4 separate regions of the Mus musculus genome follow, and all the other regions are linked to region 3. Evidence: chromatin contacts called from public HiCAR-type data. All regions are on one chromosome and are shown on one strand. The core of a region is the stretch at or near the end of the contact, and the rest is flanking DNA. Distances in the headings are between cores, read along the strand shown.

What was found. HiCAR-type assays count read pairs that join an accessible place to other places.
Region 1: a contact with region 3 is called in a HiCAR-type map of fibro-adipogenic progenitors, with 5 times the contacts expected there. The contact joins two enhancer-like sites. A contact is called at or near these places in 1 of 484 Hi-C or Micro-C datasets (the AML12 cell line) and 2 of 115 datasets of contacts at active chromatin or transcription factors (astrocytes and fibro-adipogenic progenitors).
Region 2: a contact with region 3 is called in a HiCAR-type map of fibro-adipogenic progenitors, with 4 times the contacts expected there. The contact joins two enhancer-like sites.
Region 4: a HiCAR-type map of fibro-adipogenic progenitors shows a contact between it and region 3, with 6 times the contacts expected there. The contact joins two enhancer-like sites. A contact is called at or near these places in 1 of 15 datasets of contacts at CTCF or cohesin (the NIH/3T3 cell line), 6 of 484 Hi-C or Micro-C datasets (adipose-derived mesenchymal stem cells, embryonic fibroblasts, muscle stem cells and 2 more) and 1 of 115 datasets of contacts at active chromatin or transcription factors (fibro-adipogenic progenitors).

Annotation. Positions count from the first base shown.
Region 1 is chr1:185,531,554-185,538,653 of GRCm38.p6, reverse strand. No RefSeq gene overlaps it. Among named protein-coding and RNA genes, the nearest start is that of Gm34969, 48 kb to the right of the region's middle. Within about 2 kb of position 3,068, at least 17 of the 459 cell types and tissues checked have an H3K27ac peak or open chromatin away from gene starts, as enhancers often do. A contact at or near this core is called in fibro-adipogenic progenitors, where this site is marked.
Region 2 is chr1:186,410,362-186,417,113 of GRCm38.p6, reverse strand. It overlaps Gm35341 (a long non-coding RNA gene), which reads right to left. Exons shown (of 4, transcript XR_373803.1): 2 at 3,528-3,699. Among named protein-coding and RNA genes, the nearest start is that of Gm35341, 5.9 kb to the right of the region's middle. Within about 2 kb of position 3,088, at least 37 of the 459 cell types and tissues checked have an H3K27ac peak or open chromatin away from gene starts, as enhancers often do. A contact at or near this core is called in fibro-adipogenic progenitors, where this site is marked.
Region 3 is chr1:186,011,677-186,018,674 of GRCm38.p6, reverse strand. No RefSeq gene overlaps it. Among named protein-coding and RNA genes, the nearest start is that of Lyplal1, 100 kb to the left of the region's middle. Within about 2 kb of position 4,629, at least 11 of the 459 cell types and tissues checked have an H3K27ac peak or open chromatin away from gene starts, as enhancers often do. A contact at or near this core is called in fibro-adipogenic progenitors, where this site is marked.
Region 4 is chr1:185,686,953-185,694,121 of GRCm38.p6, reverse strand. No RefSeq gene overlaps it. Among named protein-coding and RNA genes, the nearest start is that of Gm35023, 72 kb to the right of the region's middle. Within about 2 kb of position 5,426, at least 3 of the 459 cell types and tissues checked have an H3K27ac peak or open chromatin away from gene starts, as enhancers often do. A contact at or near this core is called in fibro-adipogenic progenitors, where this site is marked.

The DNA of each region.
Region 1 (7,100 bases), core at 1,819-4,318, 480 kb after region 3:
GCACTCAACACCATCTCTGCATGTTTTGAGAAATGCTCCCATACAAAGAAAATCTGATTTTTTTTTTGGCCCTATATTCTTACCTGCATAAACTGGCTCTGTGTTCCATCTGATCCAAATGACATAATAAAAATATATCCAAACGATATCATAAAAAGAACACTTTCATTATTTCCATTGGAAATGTTGATTTTTAAGTCATCTCATACAGCTCGGTTGGTAAGGGGCTTGCACCAAGCCCCGGGTTTGATCCCCAGTATCATGGGGTGCATGGTGGTGCACACCTGTAATCCTAAGACCTGGGAGGCAGTATCAGGAGGATCACGCGTTCAAGGTCATCCTTGGCTACAAAGCAAGTTCGAGACCAGCCTAGGCTACAAGAGATTCTATACCATCACTACCCACAAAAGGGCGTTGGCTGCAACTGGATATTCAGAACCAATCCCCATCATTGCTTATTGTCCTCCATAGATCTAGTGTCTGTATCAACTGTTTGTTAAGCTTTTCTGTCTCTCCACATGTTCTCTAACCCAACACAGATTTCCTCAGACCCTACATTCACACCCCCACCCCCACCCCTACCCCACTCACTGCTCCAATCCAGCTAGCTGGTCAGCAGCTCAATGAAAGTGTTAGTCAGCCATGCTGCTGCCTTCCGGTGGCCAACCGCCAGTGTTAACTCATTTCACTCAGCTCAGACATGCACACAACAGTAGAAATAGAGAGCCTACGGTCTGAAAACTTTGCCACCAGATTGTTCATTCTGGATACAACCTCAGATACTGCAGGGGGTTCTCTACTGTTCTTCTCAATGCCATATCAAGTATCAGAACCCTAATTCTTTTTCTGGCTATCTGTCTTATGAAGACATCCTAGAGCAAATTGTACACACGGGATGGATCACCATAATGGAGCTGTGTTTCCTCTTCAGCACTGCTCCCACTGGTATTAGAAGCATTGGTAGAGGGCTGGGAAGATGACTCATTCAGTAGAGGATTTCCATTGCAATCACAAAGACACCAGTTTAGTTCCAAAAAGTCATATTAAAAAAAAAAAAAAAAAAAAAAAAAACAGGCATGGAGACAGAGACACAGACAGGTTCCTAATCATAGAACTGAAGGGGGAAGCGTGGAGAGCCCTGAAGCATCCTGGCCAATCAGCCTAGCCCCGCTTGGCAAGCTCCAAGTGAATGAGATACCCTGTGCCAAAAAATAAAAAGCAGATGGTGCCAAAGGAATGATAACAAAGGCCTGCACGGACACACACACAGAGGACACACATGCGAGCATCATGCATGGATACACATGTACATGCACACACAAAACATATGAATAGGAAAAATATTTAAAGTAAGGTGTGTTGGTTTGTATATGCTTGCCCCTGGGAGTGGCACTCTTGAGAGATGTGGCCTTGTAATAGGTATGTCACTGTGGGCATAGACTTTAAGACCCTCACCCTAGCTGCCTAGATGCCAGTATTCTGCTAGCAGCCTTCAGATGAAGATGTAGAACTCTCAGCTCCTCCTGGGCCATGCCTGCCTGGATGATAATGGACTGAACCTCTGAACCTGTCAGCCAGCCCCAATTAAATGTTGTCCTTATAAGAGTTGCCTTGGTCATGGTGCCTGTTCACAGCAGTAAAACCCCAAGACAGAAGATATTATGTCTTCCCTGTTATTATTTTCCTTCCTACTCTTTTTTATAGAAACAGGAGATTTATCACAGAGAAACTTCTAAGAACAGGTTGAAATTCTCTGATTTCAACTAACAGTTATAGAATCTTTTTTTTTCTCAAGTAGTAACATGTGATCTTCACTCTGTGTGGCCTTGGTGTGGTGGGCTTTTCACGTGATTTTGCAGATCTGACAAAAACAGATCAATACGGATGAAAGGATCTGGTTCCCCTCCCGTTCCAACACTTGACTCCTGACACCTTGCAGGGATTTAAGAAAACCCAAAAATCTCACCCAAAATCCAACTGTACATCAAAGTAACGCTGCTTCACCCTGACAGTAATATTTGTTGAAAACCTGCACAAAAATAAACTTAAGACTTCTCATTTATGAAACTGAGTCCTATGCATGTTTAAACTAGAAAGTAGATTTCTTTAATTATATGATATTAAATAATGTCTTGACTCCTCTGACCCCTCCCTACATAGCAAACTCCTTTTGTGTAAATGCAAAATCTGTGTTCATAGCTAAAGACCGACTGGCTCTACTGCACAGCCTCACTTGCTATCAGTTGGCAAGGATGCCAGAGTCCTCGCTTCCCCTCTTCCTCCAGAGTTTCAGAAGTGTATTAGTGCTGTTCACTTTAATAAACCACTCCAAGCCCCCACATTCTCCCCTCCTGAGCAGAGGAAACTCCTCAACATACCCAAGAGTGCCACCCCAGGAGATGCCTCTCTATCCCCTGAGGAGTGCCTCTCTGTGTCCTGGGGCTCTGAATTTTCAATCAAAATGCCCCAGTTGCTCTGTGATAGCCCAGTGTTGCCTTCCACTTGAAAGTTTCAATCATTTTGACTACTTTGGCCAACTAGGAATTAACCAAATATGACTGGTATTATTGGTCAGTACGTTCAACCAAACCCAACCGAGCCACTTGGCAGCAGACATGCCTCCTTACTAGAATTCTGAATAACAACATTCCTGATATGGACTTTAAAAAAAAAAAAAAAGGATTCTGAACCAAGGACCAAGGAGATGCTCAGGGGATGGCAAAGCATTTGCCACACAAGCACGAGAGCCTATTCTCAATCCCCAGAACCCACACAGAAAGCCGGGTGCAGCAAGGCACATCTGTAATGCCAGCAGTGGGAAAGGCTAGGAGGGGAAGTCCCCTGGAGTCCACTGATCAACCAGTCTAGCTACAACAGTGAGCTTTCGGTTTAGTGAGAGACCCTGCTTCAAAACTTAAGGAGAGCAACTGGAGACCTGGTGTTAACCTCTGGCCTCTACACACAGAGACTCTAACTGGATGTTTCTGGGCATCAGTATCCACAAGCATCAGCCTCAGGAGAATGATGACTTCAGTTGCCATCGCCAGGGGATTCCACGGACCACATATTTCAGAGAACTATCATCCCCCGAAGTACTGGCTGTGCTCTGACCTCACCCTTAACAGCCTGGGCCATTTCATCTGTTAAAAATACCCCAGAACTGTCTGGATTTCTGAAACAGCAGCATGGCTGCAGCCAATACTGATGTCATAGAAGCAGCCAACAATTCAGGCAACACGGATTCCAGTCCAGCAAACCCAGCTAACTGGAGGAGCCTTCTGCCTCCTGAGGGATTCGGGGACATGCTCACAGGCCTTGGGGGAGCCACCCGACTGTTTTGCAGCCACAGGGGCCATCCTACCAACTGCATGTCTGCTTTTCTCTATGATCACATGGCATGTGCATGAAAGCAACCAACACTGCCTTTCTTAAGGACAGGACTGATCTCTGGCCTTACCCTGGACCCACTGGATTCCCATGGCCTCAATCCTCCTAACAGTAATGCACAAGGGAGGGTTGAGTCTCCCAGCAGACAGCTGGACTTTCCCCATCTTTGGCAACCTAGAAATGCTTTGCCCACCCCCCCAACATGATTGCCAACTTCTCTCTCTTCCCTAATGAATGCTCTCTCTCTCTCTCTCTCATCCCTGGTTTTAATGTGATTCACCTTCTTCCAAGTAAATATTATTTCCCAATGCCTGGCAAGTTCCAACTTTCCTCAAAATTTATATATTACTTTTCCATTATCTCAGGGCAGCAACAATAATAACAATAACGGTTATAACATCTTCCTCCTAGAAGAATCCTGGCCACTCCTCACACTTCTCTGGTTTAGAATTCTCTGATGGGCTTTGCTTTCCCCCTCCATTGTCCTCCTTCTCCTTAGTGGAAAATGTTACTTCTAACTGCTGGATTTAATTTAATTTAATTTAATTACAGCATTTTCCACACATGCCCACGGGCTCTTGGTAATAGTTGCATTTTTAATAAATCTAATATATAATAATGACTTTGTTTTTAATTTTCCACTGAGAGTTGGATCCTGAGCTGAATACAAAGCTCCAGACAGGGGCGTCTGGTTCACTCTATGCTATTGAGTTTCAAAAAACCAACAGGCTGCTAATTGGGAAAGGGTTACACTCTAGCCCTCTGTCCCCACACACCTGTGTTTAATGTCTTCAGCTAGCATCCCATGGGGCATGAAATGACCAGTTGTTGGGGTCAGAAGGACCAAGGCAGTTGTGCAGGCTTCCAGGGCTAGACCCTGAGAATAAAGGAAAGGTGTTGCATGGTGGGTAGCCAGCACTGTTACACAAAGACACTCTGTGACAACACTCCTTGGTCATGGCCAGTACCCAGTGACCCTCCAACCTTTAGCAACAAGTCAGTGGACCAACTCAGTGCTGCAATTAGAGGCCAGCCAGGAGCTGGGTCTTAATGACTGCTCTCTTTCTTTTGCAAAGACCATTGTCAATGTTCCTTGGCATTCCACTTCGTGACCAAGTATCCATGTTCAGTTGGCTCAAGGGTAAATGGACCGTGTTTAAAGTGTTTTCCTTTCTCACCTGTGTCAAGGGCTCAGCGGAGAACACAGCACTACACTGCATTCTCAGTAAGGCTTAGAGTTACTTTATCAGTCACAAATGTATCAGACTCCATCCTAAGCAAGTTGCCCCTACCCTTCCCGAAGGTTTCCTATGCACCCACCCCTCAGTCAGGGAATTGTTTTGCTCTGACAAAGGGTTGCTTTGGCTCAGGCTTTGGGGAGATGTTCACCACAGCCAGGAAGGCATAGCAAAAAGAACATGAGGCAACTAGCTACATTGTATTAGCAGTCAGGAATGGAAATGGGGCCAGGCAATCAAACCTCAGGCCTGCCTTCCAGTGACTCACTTCCTCCAACATCTCTTCCCCTCTGAAGGGCAGCGGAACCTTCCAGGGCAGCACCACCAGCTGGAGACCAAAGATTCAAACACAATAGCCTAGGAGGAACATTTCACATTCAAAACACAATGCTGGCTGGTGGCGCACGCCTTTGATCCCAGCACTTGGGAGGCAGAGGCAGAGGCAGGCGGATCTCTGAGTTCCGGGCCAGCCTGATCTACAAAGTGAGTTCCAGGACAGCAAAGGCTACACAGAGAAACCCTGTCTCAAAAAAAAAAAAAAAACAACAACAACAACAACAACAAAACCCACAATGCTCGCTTGCCATTCTATAGATGAGGGAAAGCTACAGGTGCTGAATAATTAATTTCCTTACGTTCACCCTGCTGGTGAGGGCAGCAATCCCAACTGTAGTCTCAGCTCTTAAACATTAGGCTAAGCTCAGCTGCTAAGACACTGCCATGTGGTTTTCCCACAGCATTCTGAAAGACTCCACTACAGTAGCCTAAATCTGTCTAAAATCTGCCCAGCAGCAGCATGAGAAATTCAGGCAAGGCAGACCAGAGCCCTCAAAATGAAAGGAAAGAGGGAGGAGGGAGGAAGGGGAAGGGAGGGAGGGAGGGAGGGAGGGAGGGAGGGAGGGAGGGAGGGAGAGACAGAGACAGAGACAGAGACAGAGACAGAGACAGAGACAGAGACAGAGACAGAGACAGAGACAGACAGGGGCTACTAGCTTGAGGCAGTATCTCATGGCCTCCCAGGTTCTGATAAGAAATAAGGCATTTCATCTGCCCTCCTCAAAGCAGAGATGCAGACCATAATCCCACGGAGCTGCAGTTTAGAATGTGGTCCTCCACGGGGACTCTCAGTCCTCCATGTTTCTTTGTTCTCTTTCTGGTCACCACAGTGCTGAGTTGAGTGCTCTCTGCCACCCTTCTTTTCGCTGTCTGTGTAAGTAATAAAAGTCCTGGCTCTAGAAGTGGCTTATTCCGCCTTACCAAGTAAATTAGCCAAGCCTCAGCCTTACACTGTACCCTTGTGAGTCTTTGACAAACTGTCCTGTGGAGTTGGTCACCTACTCAGACAATATAATAAAAATCAGCCACACACACACACAAAAAAAAAAAAAAAAAAAACAGCTTTAGTAACAGCTATCTCTGTGTAACTAACAGTGCAGACAGATACAAAAAGAGCACGTGTGTGTGTGTGTGTGTGTGTGTGTGTGTGTAGAGGGAGAGAAAGACAGAGAGGAAGAGGGAGAGAGAGACAGATTTACACACAAACTATATCAAAAGAATCTGGCTGGGACGGCTCAGTGACAGAGCACTTGCACAGGGTATGCAAAGCCCCGAGTGTAATATCCAGCACCACACAAACTATTTATGATGACACACGCCTATAATAGCAACACTAGGGAGACAGAGAGGAAAGGATCAGATATGCTCAGTCACTCTTGGCTATAGAACAAGTTCAAGGCAGGTCTGGTGTACAAGAGACCCTGTCTTCAAAGGTAGAGCACGGATGAGAGAAATAGAGGAGTCACTAACAGGAGTGTGTCCCTCCCATTAAGCAAGCTGTTGGCAATATCAGAAAGTATATGCAAATGCATTCCATTTAACAAAATTAATATTTATTGTGTATAAACAAATCCAAGGGAATTCTCGGTGGACACATGTTTCCACATCTGAATTTAAAATGAAGCATGAATTCCGCATTTCAAAATCGGTGGGGATCCAAATGTGGAGACGTGTCTGCGGATGGGTCCCACTTACTCACCAGAGCCACACAGGCCAGAACAAGAAAAAGAGCACAGGGAACTCCCAGATACATGGAAGAGCTTGAGAAAAGACCGTTCTAGCTGACAAACACACCAACTGCCAATTTCCAGCTACTTGTGATCAAAGAAAACCTGGACAACGGTTAACACTGACTGCACCGCAGGCTCATTTTAGGCTAATTCTGATTACTCAAGTCACGAAACAAAGATATATATGTAGCTAAAAAATAATCTAATTATCACAAAATGCTAAAAATACAACAAACGTAGCAGAAGCAATCTCATCGTAGAGCCTGAGCAGTCTGTGTTGGACAGGCCAGACTTTCGTGAATCACTAGAAAACAGACTCGAAGAACAGCCATAAGGTGGAGGGGCTCAGAACCATCTCTGAGAAACAAGTGGGATGTCAAATTGTCAGGGGAAAGTAGAGACCATCTGA
Region 2 (6,752 bases), core at 1,839-4,338, 400 kb before region 3:
CCAGCAAAAAAGACTCTTGGGAACTCCAAGAGACAGCTTTGCAATAAGGAGACTACTTTTTCAAACCATCAAGTAGGCACAGAGATGTTTAAACACTCCTCATGCCGAAGGCATGCTTAATGGAAGATTATGTCATGTGTGAATTTTTTTCATCCCTTAACATGGAATAGCATATCTCTTCCCATAACTCTGATCCCAAAAAGATGTTTCCAGTTGGCCAGCTAGGAGAAATGTGTAGTAAAGAGTAAAATATAAAACACACCACTTGCTCTCATACTGCCAGTTCCCTCTGCTGCCTCCTAAGGTGGACCTGGAAGATCCTTCTGCTACCTCTTAAGGTAGAAGATGCACAATGGGAGGATATTGTACTTTTAGTCAAGGACAAACTTTTCCTAAATGTCTTGGATACAGCACTGGGTAATTTTTTACTTGAGACTTTGTGTCTTAAAGTGACCCTAGGGCTTAAGCATGATCAAAAAATGGTGTATGGGTATTTTATCTAAGTTAGATACAAGTTTGAAAGAATCGTGGAGAAGAATTTTTAAAATCCATTTGATTGCACCATGAATTCTGCTTTCTCAGGGAACTGCCTGTCTTCTCCTAGATGTGATGGCTCCAGGATAACACTGCAACTGTTTCTCCAGATCTTTCTTGTCCCTAAAAAGCTCCTCTCGGCCCTTCTCATGTTAGTGCTGCATCCAAGCAAATCTGCGACAAGAGAGCCATGCAGTTATAATAGCCCTACTAGGTCACCTAGAGAAAGCAAGAGTGTTGGGCATTTCTTCTAGGCTCTGCCCCACAGTTACCTGGCAACAGCCAGGTGTGCCTGACTCACTATAAAAGGAACTGCTGGCCCCCCTCCTCACTCTCTTCCTCTTGCTTTTCTCTTTCTCTCTTCTCTTCCCTCTTTGTCCCTTCTCTCCCCATTCCCCTCCACCCTCTCTCCATGTGCTCATGGCCAACCTCTCCTCCTCCTCTCTCTCTCTCTCTGCCTTTCTCTGTTCCTACCACTCCATCAACTCTCCCCTATGCCCTAAATAAACTCTATTCTATACTATACTTTCATGTGTCTGGTACCTCAGGGGGAAGGGATGCCTCAGCATGGGCTCGCAGATGCATCCTCTTCCCCCACACCATACAGCACCTATACCAAAACATATCCTTTGCTTTATTTTCTTCTTCTTCTTCTTCTTCTTCTTCTTCTTCTTCTTCTTCTTTTTCTTCTTCTTCTTCTTCTTCTTCTTCTTCTTCTTCTTCTTCTTCTTCTTCTTCTTCTTCTTCTTCTTCTTCTTCTTCTTTTACAAAACACAACAAAGGGACCAAAACCATGGATGTCCCCTATGACAGGAAGTAACCTTGGGTGACATAGGGAGATTTCCCTCAGGTGAGAGGAAATGAGTAAGATTAAGCATCCTTTCCTACAGTGAACTGGTGCACACACACAGCTGCCGGGAACTGTCCTCAGGGTCTCTGTCCTAAAGAGTCAGAGTGACAATGGGTCTGAGGCTTTAGACCCATTCGTCATTCCCATGCCACCCAGTCCAGCCTCGTCAGGAGAACATGCTGCCCTCTCTGGTGTGCCTGCTGGTTATAATGTTGGGGGAGGGCCACACCATCTGCAAGGGTTATTCTAAACCCTGTGTCACTCCTGAGAATGGCTTAGTAGGTCATTCAATAGTTAGCAATTAAGTATGACGCTGATAATACCTCTCTAGTATTTATGAAACAAATGAAAATGCTTAACCTAGGCTTTGAAGGTATCTTGTATTCTATAAACCTATATTCTGTGTGACGGGCGCCACGCTACAACCTAGAGTCCTGCTAGAGTATAAGCTGCAGTTACTTTACTCCAAGTCTCGCAAACTTGATGCAACCAAGGTGTTTACCAACAAAGCACAGAGAAGAGTGGGGCTGTAGTGCGTTGTCTCATTTGTGGACCCTAGATGTTACAGATGTGTGATACCAGAAACAAACTCCAGTGGCGTGGAAGTAAGAGAGCTATCGGGGAACAGAGAGGACTAGGGGGAAGGGAGACAGGGCAGTGGGGTACAGGGAAAATAGGCTCAAAGTACATTGTGTCCTTACATGAAAATGGCCTCATTTATCTCTGTAAACTAAAAGTAAAGAGCAAAGACTTTGAAACAGAGAAGCAGCCCAATCGACGTCACTTCCGGGGATGAATTACTGTGACTGCTGCCATTAAGACAGTGAAAGGAAGGGGAAGTTAGGTCAGTAGGCTATTCCACACATGGGTGGACCAGAGATCCCTACGCTGCACAGCAGCAAACCGAGCAGGGGGGTGGGGGGAGGGAGGAAAAAGAACTGGGAATGAAGGGACTCTCTGTACAGCAGAGCTTAGCCAAGCAGGCCCAGCCACAATACTAACCCGCGAGCACATACTTCCTTCCCGAGCCAACCCGCGGCTTGCCTGACTCCCATAATCTGTGTTGTTGATTTTTAACCTGGCCCCCCAAGGGTCTTGTTGGGGATCACAAGCAACAGCCCTGAGCATCTCCCACCCCTGTCTTGGAACTTAGCCAAGCAGGCCCGCTACAATGCTGGCACACGAGTCACTGATACTTCCTCCCTGAGCCAAACCTAGGATCTACCGGCATGGCTAGAGATCGTTGACGCCAAGGAGAAAGAGACAGCTGTCTCCTGTCTGGCTACTTCTCAGCCAATGAGATGCTGAGAAGCTTGAGAGCCAATGAAATGCCGAGAAGGTGTATAAAGATTTGCCCAGTTCTGGGAGTCAATCTTGCCTGCACAACACCTATGCAAGAAAAGGCCAGTCAACATCCCAGCCCGCAGAATATCCTTAAATCGCTACTGGCTGTTGATGGCTACTGGCAGAGGAATGGTTAACATGCCAGTGGTGTGACTCGGTAGGATGTGAGCACCAGGCCTGTGGGAATGTGGCCTGTAATATCTTGGCAGAAGCCATCCTCTTGGTGCTAAGGTCAGAGCTAGGGAAAGATGCCATAACCACCATCAAGACACTTGGGCCCAAAGGCAACACCCAGTGCCTTGCGATCCGCACTTGCAGGGAAGTGTACGGCAGCAAACTATTCCTGCGTGTGGCCGATTTGATGGGGTTAAAATATGATTAAGCCTAAACATGTAAACACTAAATTCCCAAGTTGATCATGCTGTAATACTCTATTAGGGTTAGGCCAGATTACAGCTGGTTGTGTTTCTTCATACTGGAGCCTGGTCCAAAGTGATGAATTCGCTTATAAATCCCACAGTCATCCCCAGAAAGAACACGATTCACAGAGAGCTTTCCTAAGGTTTCAAGTGGGCTTCAGCGAGGCATGTTTTAAGCACCACCTGGAAAAACCACAGGCAGTGCTGGCCGGCTCTTAGGGAGCATCAGGGAAATGCCACACATCTAGAGCCGCAGGCCCGCAGTGCCCTTCCTGGGGGGGGGGGGGGCTCCACGTGGAGCCTGGGTCACGCGTGCTCTACCTCCTGTTCTCACGGGGAGGAAAAGCACAAGGCTGTTAACCATAAAGGAAAAATAATACCACACTCGGCTGAAATCACATCCAACTGGAGCCCGGTTTGTAATCCTTCATCCTTTCTGGGAGTCAGTCAGCTGCCACGGACACCCCCACAGGATGGATCTTTTTCCAAGGCAACAAACGCTCAATTCATCGGGGAACCGGAGCCCGGCTCCTGCGCTGTTTCTTCGAGATCCTTGAAAGGGTTGAATATGAATTGAAACCAAAGACATATTATTTTCAGAAGTGAGCACATTTTCACCCTGGTTTAGGGATGTCAGCCTTTTTCCCTCGCTTGCATAAGGAGGGTGTCCCCCGCTCTGTAGGCTGCTCTCAGTGACTTCATGAGGCCTAGAAGACAGGCTGGTCTCCTCTGCTCCACCCACAGTGTTTCCTGACAGCCTTAAGTGCAAAAGCAAATGTTTTGTTTAGGTAGGGACCTTAAAATAATGAGGCTTGGCTTTTGAAAAGATTAGCTACAAGAAAGAAAAATGCTGTAGGAAGTCATAACAGTAGTGGTTATCATGATATTAATATGCAACATCTGGCCTGGTGTATGCAATTAGATCTTGATGCAGAGTTAGAAAGGAAGGAGGGAGGAAGGGAGGGAGGGAGAGAGAGAGAGAGAGAGAGAGAGAGAGAGAGAGAGAGAGAGAGAGAGAGAGAGAATAATTCTTTAAGTTTAAATGTGAGTCTGTTTTGCAAAACTATTGGACTTGTACGAAAGCTGTCTATTACATGCCAAAAGCTGGATAGCTTCTTATTGGATAAAATATGCAGTGAATTCTACACTCCATTTCTGTGCAATAAAGAAAAAAAATTAGGGCTTGTAAAAGTGCATTTAGCATTTGTAACCCTAACACATGGGGGCTGAAGCAAGGCATGAGGTTAAGGGAGGTGGCTGGCCAGTCTGTCTAGTTGAAATAGCAAGTGCCGAGCTCAGAGAGAATGGTAAGGTAAAGAAGTCATTGAGAAGGGCATCCAGACATCAGCCTCTGACCTTTACACATGTCCAAACAAATGAGCACACCCTGCCACCCACACCCAACACTCACACACTCAGATGCCATGGTGGCCTGCATTATTTCCAGGCTCAGCTGGAAATTCCCATCTGGACAATTCCTCCTGGGATTGTTTTTGGAGGGATCATATCTGCAAGTCTCATTGATGTCATCATCTCTTGGACCTGCTCTTGGAAGTGGACTGGGAAGGGGAGGGGCCTACAGAATGGAAGCCAAGTCACCCAAGACCTTCTGCCAAGTACCTGGTGATAGGCTAGCTGCGGTACCTCACCTCCATTGCTTCATGGGAATTGTAAGGGTAGCCAGTGTCCCCTCTGGCTGGTCTCATGTCTCTTGTGGAGAAATCACCATGAGAGATGGAAAGTCAAGTGTGGTTGTACTAGGGAGTGGGGACTCGGCTAAGCACAGGGATTGGTGATTATAACTATATTTGGAAAAAGAGGTGGTGAAGGTAGGAATGGGAGGGAGGAGGGTCGAGCTGTGAGGATGAGAGTCGCCATCTTCACAGATGCTTCAGTGTCTAACCTGACTTGCCGGCCCATATGCTTTCACAGTTACTTCAAACATTTTTTCCTCTTTTTTAAATTAGATATTTTCTTCATTTACATTTCAAATGCTATCCCCCTCTCTGTTTCCTCTTCAAAAATCCCCTATTCCTTTCCCCCATCCCCCTGCTCCCCAACCCACCCACTCCCACTTCCTGGCCTATTTCCCTATACTGGGGCATAGAATCTTTGCAAGACCAAGGGCCTCTCCTCCCATTGATGGCCAACTAGGCCATCCTCTGCTACATATGCAGCTAGAGACATGAGTCCTACCATGTGTTTTCTTTGATTGGTGGTTTAGTCCCAGGGAGCTCTGGGGGTACTGGTTAGTTCATATTGTTGTTCCTCCTATAGGGCTGCAGACCCCTTCAGCTCCTTGGGTACTTTCTCTAGCTCCTTCATTGGGGACCCTGTGCTCTATCCAATAGATGACTGTGAGCATCCACTTCTGTATTTGCCAGGCTCTGGTAGATCCTCACAGGAGACAGCTATATCAGGCTCCTGTCAGCAAAATCTTGTTGGCATTTGCAATAGTGTCTGGGTTTGGTGGTTGTTTATGGGAAAGGTCCCCGGGTGGGGCAGTCTCTGGATGGTCCTTCCTTCAGTCTCAGTTCCAAACAAAACCATTCTGGGTAAGGCCTTAGGAATTATCTGATGACAGATGGAATTGAGAAAACTTCCAATTGTTCCAATGAGAATTGGTACCTACCATATAGGACCAAGCCACCTGCCTTCTTCTCTTTAACTCCTCTCTGCGTGTGAGCAGATGTGTTTGATGGATTTATGGAATCATTGATTTTCTTCTCTTTTCATTGAGATGACATCTCATGCTGGCCTTGAAGTCTCTTTGTAGTTGAGGACTTTGAAGTCTTGATCCTCTTGCCTCAGTCTCCTACCAACTTCATTCAGTTCCAGAGATGAAACCTAGCCTTTGTGTGTGCCAAGCGAGCATTCTACCGGTGAAGCCACATCCCTATTCCTACAATGTTTTTTAACTGACAAATAGACATCAAATTGGGACATAGCACTCATCTTATCTAGACCCTGCCTCTGCACCAGCAAGATTTGGACCTGAATGGCAGCACTGCTGGTATCTCTCTGTAGGACTTGACTGAGATTTGATTGTTTGTATGGAGTAGAGAAGATACTCTTTGCCCTACAAAATATGGTCCTGATCCAAGGATCTCACTGGATCCTCGGATCCCACCTCTGCTCAACGGAAGGAACTAACTATAAACAAAGAAGATTCTAGGAGTCATGTTCAAATCCTCTTGACTAGATTTTTTATTTATTATTTTTTTGGGGGTAAAATACTGTTTGTGATCCAGGAATTAACTAGAAACACAGGTCCTGCCTCAAACTGTCTTGATATACACTCAGCTTTCTGTCTTGATATACAAAGCTCTCTCTGTGGATCTGTGTGCATCACAACACTGCCATGTATCTTCACCTCCTATCTCAACTGTTTATGCACACAGTCAACTACATTAGCATGTAAGAGATTAAAATACTATGGAATTCTCTATTTCCTCCTATCCACTCAGATCCCATGTCCTACTTCTACGTTTCAAGTGTCAAAACCCCTTTCCAAATATTGTTTGCACATCCCAGAAGAGAACTGTGAGGGTTATGTAGGAGACAGGGTTTCCCAGGTAGAGGAGGCGGCATGAGTTCCTTTCACG
Region 3 (6,998 bases), core at 3,380-5,879:
CTTGGCACAATACCTAACACACAGAATTGAAGTTAAGCCTCCTCACCAGCCTGCTGCCTGGCAATGAGATTGATGAAAACTAGTAGCAAGTATATTTGGAGGAAAGAGTTCTTGGAAGCAGTGCTTAGGGGAAAAACATCTACTGTGCAGAGGAGGAAATGGACAGCAATGTGTATATATCAGCAGGTCTAAACCTGTGGGTTGTGACTTTTTGAAGAGCCTTAGATCAGATATCCTGAATATAAGATATAATATACTACATTTCACAACAGCAGCAAAATTACAGTTACCAAGTAGGAACAGAATAATTTTATGCTTGGGGTCACCACCACATGAGGAGTAAAGGGTCACAGCAGTAGGAAGGTTGAGAACTGCTGATATATACAGAGCCTTCTTCTTGGGAGTTTTGGAGCTTGGAGGACCTTTTCCTGGTTCCAAACCCTCATCTCAAGCCTAAATGAAGGAGCTCATTTTTTTTTTTCGTGACAATCTATAGAAATATCTGCACTAGCTCTCTACTCATGGGAAAGCCAGGCTTTCCATAGCCCTTCTCAGCTCTGGGCAGAAAACTATGACACCTGTTACCTACCCTGAGAGCCTGCACTGGCCATCCCTGAGAACCTGCACTGCCCATCCATGACAGCCTGCACTGGCCATCCCTGAGAGTCTGCACTGGCATCCCTGAGAGCCTGCACTGGCATCCCTGTGAGTGAGCCTGCACTGGCCATCCCTGTGAGTGAGTCTGCACTGGCCATCCCTGAGAGCCTACACTGGCTTCCCTGAGAGCCTGCACTAGTCATTCCTATGAGCCTGCACTACCCACCCTCGTGAGCCTGCACTACCTATCCCTGAGAGCCTGCACTTCCTATCCCTGAGAGACTGCACTGCCCATCCCTGTGAGCCTGCACTGCTCATTTGTGAGAGCCTGCACTGGCATCCCTGTGGGCCTGCACTGCCCATCCCTGTGAGTGAGCCTGCACTGCCCATCCCTGTGAGTGAGACTGCACTGGCATCCCTGAGAGCCTGCACTGGCATCCCTGAGAGCCTACACTGGCATCCCAGAGAGCCTGCACTAGCATCCCTGTGAGTGAGCCTGCACTGCCTATCCCTGTGAGCCTGCACTGGCAAACCAGTGAGTGAGCCTGCACTGGCATCCCTGTGAGTGAGACTGCACTGGCCATCCCTGTGAGTGAGCCTGCACTGGGCATACCTGAGAGCCTGCACTGCTCATCCCTGAGAGCCTGCACTGCCCATCCCTGAGAGCCTGCACTGCTCATCCCTGAGAGACTGCACTGCCCATCCCTGAGAGCCTACACTTGCATCCCTGAGAGCCTGCACTGGCATCCCTGAAAGCCTGCACTGCCCATCCCTGTGAGCCTGCACTGGCCATTCCTGAGAGCTTCCAGGGTCTGTGATACTCAATAAGCTTGCCTCTTCTGTGGAGCTTAGTTTACAAGAATAGAAGAAACATAGAACACTAAAGGCATGTCACGATGCCATGCTAACTTTACACTTCGGAGACACTAGCATGCCCACTTCCTTCTACTTCTCTTCAGTGTCTTAGTTCAAAGCCAAAGACTGCCAGAGCCACTGCTGTTATTCTGTTCCTTCCCCCAGTTATCTCACAAGCTGTACCTGCCCCTGCCCCTGTCATTGTTCCACAGATCATTATACATATATTACACACCAAGGCGTATACAATATAACACAGAACTCTTACTGTGTCATGCTAAATGTCTTTGCAGTGTCATCTCCCCCCCCCCAAGCCTTTTTTATATCACCCAACCTCCCAGCTCTCGGCCAGTGCCCATCTTTCCCACGGAAGGACTGCTGTGCTACACATTCCCAGCAACATTTGGTAGACAGTGATTTCCTTTACAGTGTTTTCTCTTTCTTCAGTTCTCTTGCCCTTCATCTTCCCAGTTGGCATTAATACAATATAAAATACAGTATGATGATAAACTAGTTCACACAGTAAGGATTTTCTGAATTTCAAAGTAGTTTCTATGCCCATGGGGTATCACAAAAATGCGCCCCACATTCTAGAATTGTGTGAGCAAATGATCTGGATGAAATAATAACTTTTAAGACTCCAGGAGTTCATTCAGGTTTCTGGGTCAGGTCCCAGCTCTTATTCTTATTCCTAGAGGCTAAGCATCTCAGTGGATGGTTAAAATCTCCATGCTAAGGTAGTCGGGAAGAGAGTTGTCATGAGTGGGGTACAGGGAAAGGAAGGTGAAGCACTCTTAGCACAATGGTTTGTTTGCCCGGGCTCTTACTCAAGCAGACACTTGGGACCTTGGAGACACCTGCAGAGGGAGTTAGCCATTACCCAAGCATATATGTGAAAGGGACAGAGTCTTGAAATGAAAACATCAGTGTGAAGACAGGTAGCTTGGGGGTGAGGGGGAGGAGAGACACTAACCAAACACTCTTTTTCTATGAGTCACCTTTAAAGGTCTTTCTTAAATTTTTTTTTATTTTAGAAAACGTATGATTTAAAAGGCTCAAACAGCCTAGGGAAGTAAATCCATGCATATTTCCAACATGAGTTAATATTTACTAAGACATCATAGGTTACAACAAATGAAACGTTTTGGCTCTCTCCCTGAAACTTTCTGGCCAACCATGTTAGTGGCTGTTCCTACAGATAGTTTGTAACTGTTTCCTCGCCCCTCTCAAGCAACTGAAGTACAAGTCAGAAGGACTCAGGAATGTGGTTCATAAGCCAGCGTCTTTGGAAAATGTATTTGAGGTTGAGGAGTGGACAGGCGGTGTGAACGGACAGACCCTAGTCATGGCCACTAATAGTTTGGAAATGTGAGTTAGATTTCTCCTTGTTTGAAGCTGAATTCCTTCTTATGAACCTAGGTGCCCTCAGAGAAATGCTTTATAATCCAAAGAAATGTTTACTTTGGATTCCGTTTCTCTTGTACTTTTCACTTGTGACCTTAGGAGTGAGCTCGCGACTGGAAGAAAATCTGTCTTCTGTCTCTACTATTAAATAATTACCTACGCACTGAAAAACCCACACAAGACTCACAGTGGCCTTGTCCCAAGGAGATGCTTTGTGGAATGGTTGAAATTATATTTATGATGTTTGCAAACTTTAGCTCAACTGCTGAGATAGTTCAATGCAGTAACTAGCATGCTTCCAGTATTCAACTTTGCTCTGTAGCATGCTGCAATCACTGAGTGTGATCCAGCATGTGTTTCTGAGGGGAGAAGTAGTGGGCCATTTTTTGATACTATGATTGTATTTGGCAGGCATCTCAGACAGAAACCCTGTCTCAGCCTCTTAGGACTACAATTTCATCGTGAAGTGTGAGAAGGTCTCCTGAATGGAGAAATAGCACACAGTCACGAAGAGCCTAGCTTGCAAATGGCTGTTGTGGCTTTTCATTGGCATTGATTGGACTGTTTGAAGACTTTAGTTTCCATCATCAATGGAATCTAGTGATTTTCACTAATGGATTTATGAAAGCGACTTCAATATGTCAGGATGGCATTTCTGAAATCCTCAGGAAGGAATGGAGAAGGTAGAAGGAACTCGTATTGCTCATGGTCATTATAGTAAACTTTTACCTGGTGCTAACAAAATGCAGAGCCAAATAATGCACATAGGATCATGACAAATGCCTCTAACCACTCAATGAATGCCATTTTAGAGTTGGGGACACTGAGGCTTGGAGAGGTAAACATAACAAACAGATGGGGGCAGGGCTACATAAAGAAGATATGAAGATTTAAATTCAACCCTGCCACTAAAATAGCCAAATCATTCCATTATGTACCCTGCTCATGAATGTGTCATGCGTTTGAACAACAGGACCACAGCAAATGGAACAACCAAGCCATTTAGCTACAAAGGGAATAAAAACATATTGATGTATGAACTATCTCCCTTCTGTATATTCTTCCTTCCTGTCTCCCCCCACTAATTCTCAAGGGAAACAAATGAGGGGGCATCATTTCAAAAATCCCAAACATCCTTCTACATCTTCATGCTCTAGGTATCCACAAGGCGTTTCAGAAGAGAGGATTTCAAAGATGCTTAAGGTGCTGCAGCCTGGGCTTTGTACAGAGGCAGGAAACACATCCTTGAGGTCACTTTCTTCTAAACTGATGTATTCTTTCCAGAGTGATAATAATCTTTTTTTGAAATGCAGGTCTAAGATGGAAGGAATTTTTATCTGGAAGAGTAATATAAATTAGCTTTGACTGCCAGTTTCCACTGATTACTACTTTCCAGGCGGAATTCCTACAAATTCTTGAGGCATGACCTCTAGTGAAAAAATAAAACCCCTTTAAAAACTTGTTGAGAAATTCCAGATAACTTTCACAAGAGACTTAATTTTAGAGCATTAGCACAACCTTGGTTGGGAAGATAAAGCTGCAGTGCAGTTATTTGGTAAAAGTCATTACTTCATGATGAAGTCATTGGAGACTATTTTACTCTGCTTATCTGCCTCTCTCTCTCTCTCTCTCTCTCTCTCTCTCTCTCTCTCTCTCTCTCTCTTTTAAACTTGGGTCCTTTCCCCTAAAACTGATTTTATTATGCATTACTCAATGCACTCTGGATTCACCCTATAAAAGTATAAAGTGTTTCAACAGATAGCCAGTTGGAGGTTATCTGAGCCTGAACCTACCAGGGTGAGCAAACACGATTGTAAGCTATCACATCTCTGTAATATGTATCGTGCATGATCACATGCATTTGGCCTTGGAAAGCACAAAAGAAGCTTAAACAATATTGCATAATTTCAAATGGCTAGAAAAGCAGATTATGAATGTCCTCAGCACAAAGACATGATAGCTGTTTGAGATGATGGATAGCCTAAATACCCTGATCTGATCACTATGTCATGTACAAATGTACAGAAATATAATACTGAACCCCATAAAGGGGCATGATATCTGTCAATCAAAGACACTGTTTAATGGGGCAGAAGCATGGGCTCAGCAGTTAAGAAAACATCCGCTACTTGCAGAGAATCCAAGTTTGGATTGCAGCCCCATGTGGTGCCTCACAACCCAATACAGGGGAACTGATGCCATCTTCTGGCCTCCACAGGCACCAGCTACTCTGGTAGTGCACACATATACATTCAGGCAAAGCACTCACACATAAAGTAGAAATAAAGTGTTCAAAATAATTTCTTAAAAATATCATCTAGAAAGCAACAAATGAGAAGGAACTGGCTCACAGAGGCTCCTGTGTAGCCATTTAGGGAAGGCATTTAGGCATAGCAAAGTGAAAACATGTATACTAGAATTTTTAGAAGGCTTTATAGACCATGGTGTGGTCCTGTATCCCCCCCCCCCCTCATTGGACAGATGGGGAAAGTTGGAGTCAGAAAACTGAGGTGATTCGTCCAAGAACTCATGACTTAAACAGTGCGGTGGCTGTGGTTCTCATCCAGGAATGTCTGACTGTACTGTTGGTTCTCCTCCCACTGCAGAGAGTCACTGTTCCTTGAGCTGCCTGAGATGGAAGAACACAGAGACTTCAGCCACAGGGGCGAAAACTATCAGGGTTCAGAGTGGAGCCAAGACAGAACGCTGTTACTGCCCACTACTTTTTCTGAAACTTTAACTTTCTTGAAGCTGACTTTTAAAAATCAAATTTCCTTGACTATATCTGAATATGTTAAGAAAAGCTATCATGAATTATTTTCTTTAGGGGCATTTATATGGATTTTGAAGTATTTTGTTGTTGCAAAAAGGTATCTGATATAAAGACTAGGGGAAGGAAGGCTTTGCTCTGGCTTACAGTCCAATGGTCTGTCATGGTGGGGCTGCCATGGGCAGGATGGAATGGGCACACTGCTTCTACAGTCTGGGAGCAGAGCACTGTGAATTCATCCTTAGCTGGCTTTCTCCATCTAATGCAAGGCAGGTCCCTAGCGTGTGGAAAATGTAGCCAGTATTTTGGATGGTTCTTCCCACTTCAGTTAATATCCTCTAGATAATCCCCCATAGGCAAGCTCAGAGGTCTACCTCCTAGGTGATTCTAGATCCCGTCAAACTGACAATCAATATTAACTATTGAGATTATCTCACAAGCAGCACAATGGTTATTTTTTAACGTGAAACATGAGTTTCATGGACAGGAAGACAAGATATTTATAAAAGAAGGAAAATAGGATTGATGATGTAGCTTAGTAAACATCAGGCATGCCCCATTCAAGCCATAGGAAGTCAATGTGCACCACTGAGTTTTTATTTTTATGTTATTATTATTATTGTTAAATATTTTCTTTATGTACATTTCAAATTTTACCCCTTTCCTCATTTCCCCTCTGAAAACCGTCCTATCCCATCCCTCCTCCCCCTACTCACTAACCTACCCACTCCTGCTTCCCTGTCCTGGCATTCCCCTAAACTGGGACATAGAGCCTTCACAAGACCAAGGGCCTCTCCTCTCACTGATGTCCTACAAGGCCATCCTTTGCTACATGTGTGGCTTGAGCCTTAAGTCCATCCATGTCTACTCTTTGGTTGGTGGTTTAGCCCCTGGGAGCTCTAGGAGTACTGGTTGGTTCATATTGTTGTTCCTCCTATGAGGCTGCAAACCCCTTCAGCTCCTTGAGTCTTTTCTCTAGCTCCTCAATTGCGGACCCTGTGCTCAGTCCAATGGATGGCTGTGAGCATCCACTTCTGTATTTGTCAGGCTCTGGCAGAGCCTGAGTTTTTAATTAATTAATCAATTACTTAAAATTAAGAAGAGGTTATTATGGACCTATGAGATTCTTCCTACCGAGTAAACTAGTCATAGAAATTATGTCTTGGATAGTTAAGTATTTCTTCTTTAAAAAAAAAAAAATCTTCCCATTATACTTGCTGGTATATGATCAAATTGGTTGTTCTTCAAAGAATAGTTCAATACTATTAGTTCATTAGCAATAAAATCCCACCATACTAATTATATGACATAAGTTCTTACTGATCATATTAATATCCAAAGTATCAGGGATATAGAAATTATTAACATAGCC
Region 4 (7,169 bases), core at 4,177-6,676, 330 kb after region 3:
GTGAGTGTCTTAGTTGGGGTTTCTGTTGCTATGATAAAACACACAGGCAACTTGGGAAAGAGCGGGTTTATTTTATGTTATATTTTTCCAGGAAACAGTCCCTTACAGAAGGAAGTCAAGGCAGGAACCTGGAGGCAGGAGCTGATGCAGAGGCCATGGAGGGTGCTGCTTACTGGCTTGCTCCTCATGGCTTACTCAGCCTGCTTTCTTACAGAACCTAGGGACCACCAGCCCAGCAGTGACCTTGCCCACAAATGACTGGACCTTCAATCACTAATTAAATAGATTCCCAGCAGGCTCCTCTCAAAGACTCAAGTTGACATTGAACTGGCCTGAACAGTGAATGAGGAAGAACATCATATCGGAGGCAACAAGATGTGGGAGAACTCCAACATGGTACAGGTGCCAGCCATCCTTAGGCTAGAAGGAAAATGATATGGCCAGAGAGTAAGCTAGCATGGGGTTCTGAGGCAGAGGTAAGAAGGGGCCTATGCTAGAGAGTGCTCAACATTGGCTGACTGATGTGGGTTTCACCCTGGAGGCAACAGTGATCAAAGGATTTTGACCACAGGAAGACAAAATGATGGTCTTTGAATCAGAAATGGTGATAAATGACCTGGCTATGGTGGGGCATCCTTGCTAGTGGAGAAACCATTGTGGCTTCTTTTCCATTATTCCACACAGGGCAACATAGGCAGGTTAGGAAACCTAGAAAGAAGGCTCACAGAGTCAAAGGGAAATTGACCATGGGGAAGGACAAAGCACTCGTCACATGCTCTAGAAGGAGCCTTGCTGTTCTTCCCGAATTTCAGTTATGCTCAGTGACGTGAGAACTGTAGCGACCCAATTTATAACTACTGCATTTGACAGCTAAAAGTATATATATACACTACACATACACAGGAGCATGCTTGCACTCGTGTACACACACACACACGCACACAAATCCACACATGTGCACAAACACACAAACACACTTGCCATTTTCCCTATCTTCCCATTCTTACTTCTTCCTAAGAAAGGTTCCTGAGAAAACAGGGCAGCACACTCGTAGATGAAGTAGAAGAACAAAACCGGCCGCCCTAACCACTAACTGAAGCACAATGCAGAAGAGGAATAGGAAATGGTCCCTGAGCTCTGACAGTTCAGGAAAGCCGGGAGTGGTTGTGGGAAGAGACAGGGGGACGCCATGAGGTAATGGCCAGTTAGGAATGAGGTGAATGCAGAAAAGCATCTCACATGGTGTTCTGTGTTGGAATAATTTGATCTTACAAAGTGCCTCTGGACCAAAATTGTCTTTCAATTATTTTAAATTCAGGGAAGGCCCTTCTTTGAACATACTGTCATGCTCAATGATGCCATGAGCCCAGTAAGACACAAGGATTGTCTGCATCAGAGGAAGACAACCCCGGAATCTGGAAGATCCATTTTCAGAAAATGTGCATGTAACTCTAGCCAAAGAGAAGAGAAGGGGGAAGGGGTATCATTTTCTTTACAACCAAATATATAGGATCTCAAGTAAAAGGCTGGGCAATAGCGAGTCTTTCCCCATCTTCTGTGCTTGAGTCACAGTATTTAGTAGGAAAAGTCTGGGGAAAGATAAATGAAAACAAAGCTCAAGAAAAAAAAAAAAAAAAAGACAACCAGACACAGAAACAATAAGAAATGATGAAATGATGGCCCAGTCAGTGTCTACACTGCACGGCACAGCAGATCTTTGTGTTCTGTTGTGTCTTAAGACAAAAATCACACAAATTAATCAACCAAAGCATGAAGGGTAAATGAAGTAATTCAGCAGACAGAGAGATGGAAACCACAAAAGGGATGGGAAAAAAGTCTGCTTGGCTTGGCAAAACCTCATGTGTGATGCACAATAAATCTGAATTATTTTAACCATTTATTACCAAAATGGCATTACTTGAAGCAAAGAGTCACCCAAGCTATTTGCAAGTGAGGAACGTTTGGGAACACAAAGCAAGAAGTACAAAGAAGCCAACTCCTTGCAAAATATGTCTTGGGATCTCCAGTTTGAGTTTGTAGAGTTTGCGTAGAAACACTGGGGATTACAGCATGTTGTTAATTTTCTTCTAAGCATAGTAATGAATTTGCCTCTGAACAAATATCCTATCCCATCCATAATTCAGAAACGCCAATTGGATGTAACCGAGAACACTGAACACAGCCTCCGACAGCCTTCGACCATGTGAAAGGGGAAATTGGATGCAAGAAAGAGACACATTTAAATACTGAATCTTCAGTAAGCAAGTGCAGCTATGGAAGGGCTGAGATGGTCTATTTTAAACCTTAGCAGCCACCATAAAAGACAATCAATTTTGAATATGCTTGCTGGGATACTCTCGTCGATTTGTTCCATACACTAAGCATCAGTTACCAGCTCCATACTGTTTGGCAGCTCCCAGCCGAACACAACAGCAAGGCACTAACATTATCCCACAAGTATCAAAATAATAGAGTTGTGGTCTTATTTAATCAGTAGGACATGCCAATGCATGAACACACAGGGAACTCTTTCCTTCCCCAGGTCCCCTCACCTCACCCTCAAAGGAGGATGGAATGAAATCCCTGATGGTCACAGCCCTGGAGAATGACAAAATGCTGGAGTGATTGCCAGTTGCTGAGTCTGGGCGTCCACAAAGAAAATTCAGGTGATGTCATCTTCATGTGCTACAAAGAACCATGAATTCTCTCTGATCCCATACTGCCCACCAGAGAGATACACAATCAACGGTAAGCTCACTCTAATTTCACTCTATTTTATTTATAAATCATGATCTCATAATTATAAAACAAAGATGACAGATAAGTTATCACTTCTATAAACAAGTAAGCCTGCTATGGTAAGCTGTCCATCCACATATCTCGACATCTATTAATGACCACCCCAGCCTGGAAATTCAAATGTCCAGTCCAGTGTCCGTCTCACAAGTCTACAGAGTTTCCTGAAGATATACCTCCATTCAAGGCAAGAGTAGGTTGTTTGTTTTGGGTGTTGTTGTTGTTATTTGTTTTGTTTTGTTTTGCTTTTTGGTATGAGTCCCAGTTAAGACTCACTATACTAGAAAAACATAAAAGTAAAATTAACTCTTAAATTATTCAGGAAGTACATAAGCCTGCCCACTCTTTTTAAGTGTTCACACTATTGTTAGAAATTCCTAGCATTAATTTAAAAACCCCTAATTATGCTAAAGTTCGGTCATTTCCAGCCAATAAGCAATGAAGAGAATTCCTTCCCACCCATACAGGTGTTAGTGTACCTTTAAGTCTAATAGCAATAAGCACCAGATCAGCTGTCTGTCAGTTAGGAAATATGAAAATATACAGCATCCTATAACCAGCCATTAGCCACTGCCACAGTACAAGGACATCCTCAACACATACCCACCCTGCCATAACTCCATACATGCAGATGGTGTGTGGCCTGCCAGTATGTTGAGGGACTGCTAAGTTCTGGGAACATCTTAGTTTGTAGAGCTGCAAGGTAGGTCATGTTGGATTATCCTAGAAAGAGAGCATATGGCAGTTGCTCCCTAGAGCCAAACACAAAAGCAAAGCAATGAGCCCAGATATCTTCTGCAGCTCGTGTAGCATTCAGAAATTATCTTCTACACTCATCAAGTATTTGGAAAAGGCCACTTTAGGAATGTACACACACTCTTCTTAATTCCCAATTTATAGAGAACACATAGTTAACCTCTTTGAATACTCTAAGAGACAATTTTTATAGTCAGTGAAAAATAAGGCCAAGTACATTCACCGAAGTTCAACACAATGGAAGTACCACTGGTCCATCGCTTTTCCATCCTTACATGACGGATGATACGGTGCTGGATGAAGTCGATGTGGTGCTGGTGCCCGGTATCCTTGTTACAGACTTCAAAGAATGTCAGAAACACCACTCTTAAGCCAAACACTTCCTGGGATACTCTCACCACAGGGAATGGTAGTAGAATTATTATTTCATTTCCTTTTTTGTAGTTTACTTTTTATTATGTGTGTGTGTGTGTGCGTGTGTGTGTGTGTGTGTGTGTGTGTGTGTGTGTGTGTGTACAACGGGTATCAGAGTGTATCATTCATGTAGAGGTCAGAGAACAACTGTATGGAGTTGGTTCTTTCCTTTTGCCTTTAAGCCGATTTCTGTGATCAGATTCATGTCATGGCATTTGAGTAGCAAGCACCTTTACCCACCAAGCCATCTTGCCAGCCTCTCATTGCTTCATGAAGCAGTATGAGTGTATGGTAGTTGTACATATGCATAAAGGATGCTTTAAGAGTTAACGAGAAACCACAATAACTTACTATTAGGTTAAATCATTCATTCAGAAATTGGACTCCTTCCTAGAATACTCATCCCAAAGCAAAAATTGTTCTTGGATTAAAACTCTGGGTACACTAGTGCTTTCTGGAGAAGCACACACTAGGCCGTCTTGATTCATACACCATTTTGAAATGCAAATCTGTCTCTGAGAGATGGCTCAGTATAAATCCACCTCCTTGCTAGAAAAAGGAAATGACGGACATTGATACAAGATCATACTTGAAAGGGTCAGCTTGTGGCAGCCATGATTCTTGGTGACCACCAGCAAGAAATTTGTCAACTAAACAAAAGGGGACCAGAGCCATGGCCACAGTTTAACTAGGAAGACGGTCAGTGACTTATCAAGCATATTGCTCTCCTGCCACGACTCACCCTGAACTTGCATGAAGCTCTGCAATGACACATGACCAATGATAATTCAAGACCTTTCTCTGGTTGTACATGGTAGAAATTACAACAGCCGGTTCCAAGCCTAAAATAAAGAACTGCACCAGTTTTGTTGAGCTGAAAAAAGAATTCGTTGGCTCATGTAAAAGATCACAGTTTAGTCTATTAGGATGAAGAAATTGACCTTGAGTAAAAACAAAATATATAATGTATTTTTAGTGTAGGAAATGTTATGTTTCTGTGATCATTTAATGGGACCAACTTAACCTTAAATAATCGTCATTCTGTTAATAAATACGTTGGAACCAGACTGGCAAGGAGAGTTTGAGAAATCCCCTAAGCTTGCTTGGCTTTTGTGTTAAATGATTTACCTTCATGGGGGAAAGTTGTGGGCACAAAAGCATGGGAATTTGTTTGCTATTGGACATTTGCCCTAAGCACATTTTGCAAAGAAAAGTCATTTGTGTATGGAAAAACAATATTCTGGTCAGGAGAAAGCGCCTATGTGTTTTGCAACCAGAAGAATCCTTACAGAGCTCCAGTTTGCCTGCCAATGTTACGAGGAGTCTTTAAAAAGTTAAAATAGCAGAGATTATAGAGTCCACATGTTGGCTGACCTGTTTGTTGTCCTTTCTGGAAGAGCTGTGAGAGTTGAGGGTACGCAGCGGGGTGGGGTTCCAGTAGGTGGGTCACAGGGGGTTGGGTTCACATTTGGTTGTTTTCCATGATTCCATTAAATGAGAACTGATGGAAGCCCTGGAATAAGACTGGGAACATCTTTCTGGCACTTCTGAACAAGAGTCACTTGACCAAGAATTATCCCATGACACAATTGCGGAAATAACAATACGCACGAGCCCGAGACTGTACCGCAGTCAAGTGCTGCACGTCTCTATACCAAGAGGACTGCGTCTACCTCCCTGATCTCCCCTCTCTCTCAGCGGGGCATCTGGGTCACAGGGCTGGGCTCTCCTTACCCCCTTGTTATATTTGTATCCCTCTTCAGCTCCAGTCTGAAAACCCACTCCACCCCGTTGTCAGACCGTTCTTCTGGCCTCCGTGGGCTTGCCGGCACACATGACCATTCATAGACACACATGCATTGTTTTAAGTGTAAAATGTTATCATTTAAAATATCTTGTTAACACACACAAATATAACAAAGTAATGGTGAATTCATACAGGCGTATTACCGCCCTCTATTATTCTGTTTTAATCTTTCCATTTCCCCTTAAATCACCAAGAGTTATTCTAAGTCAGCTCTCTGTTTCTAGAACTAAGAAATGGTTTCCATCTTTGACCAATTTTATGAGAAAGATTGTCTTGAGCCTTGATTTTGCATTTTGGGTTGTTTTTTTTGGTCTCAGTGACCCCTGCGGGCATTTAAAACATATACTTTAGTTCCTCACAGTCCAAATACTTTTTAAGGGGTAATTTCTGCCTACTAATGTTGCCTAGCAACATAGGAAGCATGCCACCTTATAGAGATGTTGACTGAAAGTCTGGGCATCGAAGTGAAGAGAAAATTCCAGCACCATATCTGATGGGCTGTGTACACCAGCTCCTTGGATTTGGCTCTGTGAGTTATGAGAACATACCAGAAATACTTGCTTCAAAATCGTAATGCTAGATACCTATTTCCCCCACAATCTGAGAGATCCCGGAGGATCCCGGAGAGCCTTGCAAAGCTATGTATCTTTAGCATCTAAGCCCTGTGCCAGAGGCATTGTGAACTCCGAGGAAGTGGATCTTGACTAAAGGAAAACTGAATTGAGTAATTCCACTGCAGAATGACAGAGTCTGGGATTGTCACAGCTGAAGCTGTGATGCCCTGGCCAGCAACTAGGAGGGAGGGAAGGAATTCACTTCAAAAACATGAAAACCTTTGTGCCCCTTCCATCTCTGGCCTCACTCAGCATGTTTTTCTTGAATCCATCCATTGGTAGATAGCTGTTTCTTTATTTTAGTTTATTTTTATTTTTATTTTTATTGTGTATGGGTGTTTTGCCTGCATGCATTTCTGTATGCCACCTGCACTCAATCCAGGAGGAGGCCACAAGGAGTCCCCTGGAGCGGGAGTTACAGATGGTTGTGAACGGTCGTGTAGGTTCTAAGAACTGAACCCAGATCCTCTGTCACAGCAGCCAGGGTGCTTAGGTGCTCACCCATTCTTTGCATTTCTGAAGAGTTGATTTGTTAGTTCTACATCCGTTCTAGATGTGAACAGCTAGAAATCAATAATTTGCTGCTGTTTGATTGCAGAATAGATAAGGTCAAATAGATGAAACAGAGAGAGCTTGTACCCAACCTTTCCCCTTTTTTGTCTTCCTGACAATCACATGATGATAATACCTTGAGCCTTCAAGAAGTATTGTGGGAGGTCTGAGGCTATGTCTCAACTTTTAAAGACCTTGCCATGCAGGCAGAAGAGCTGGAGTTCATATCT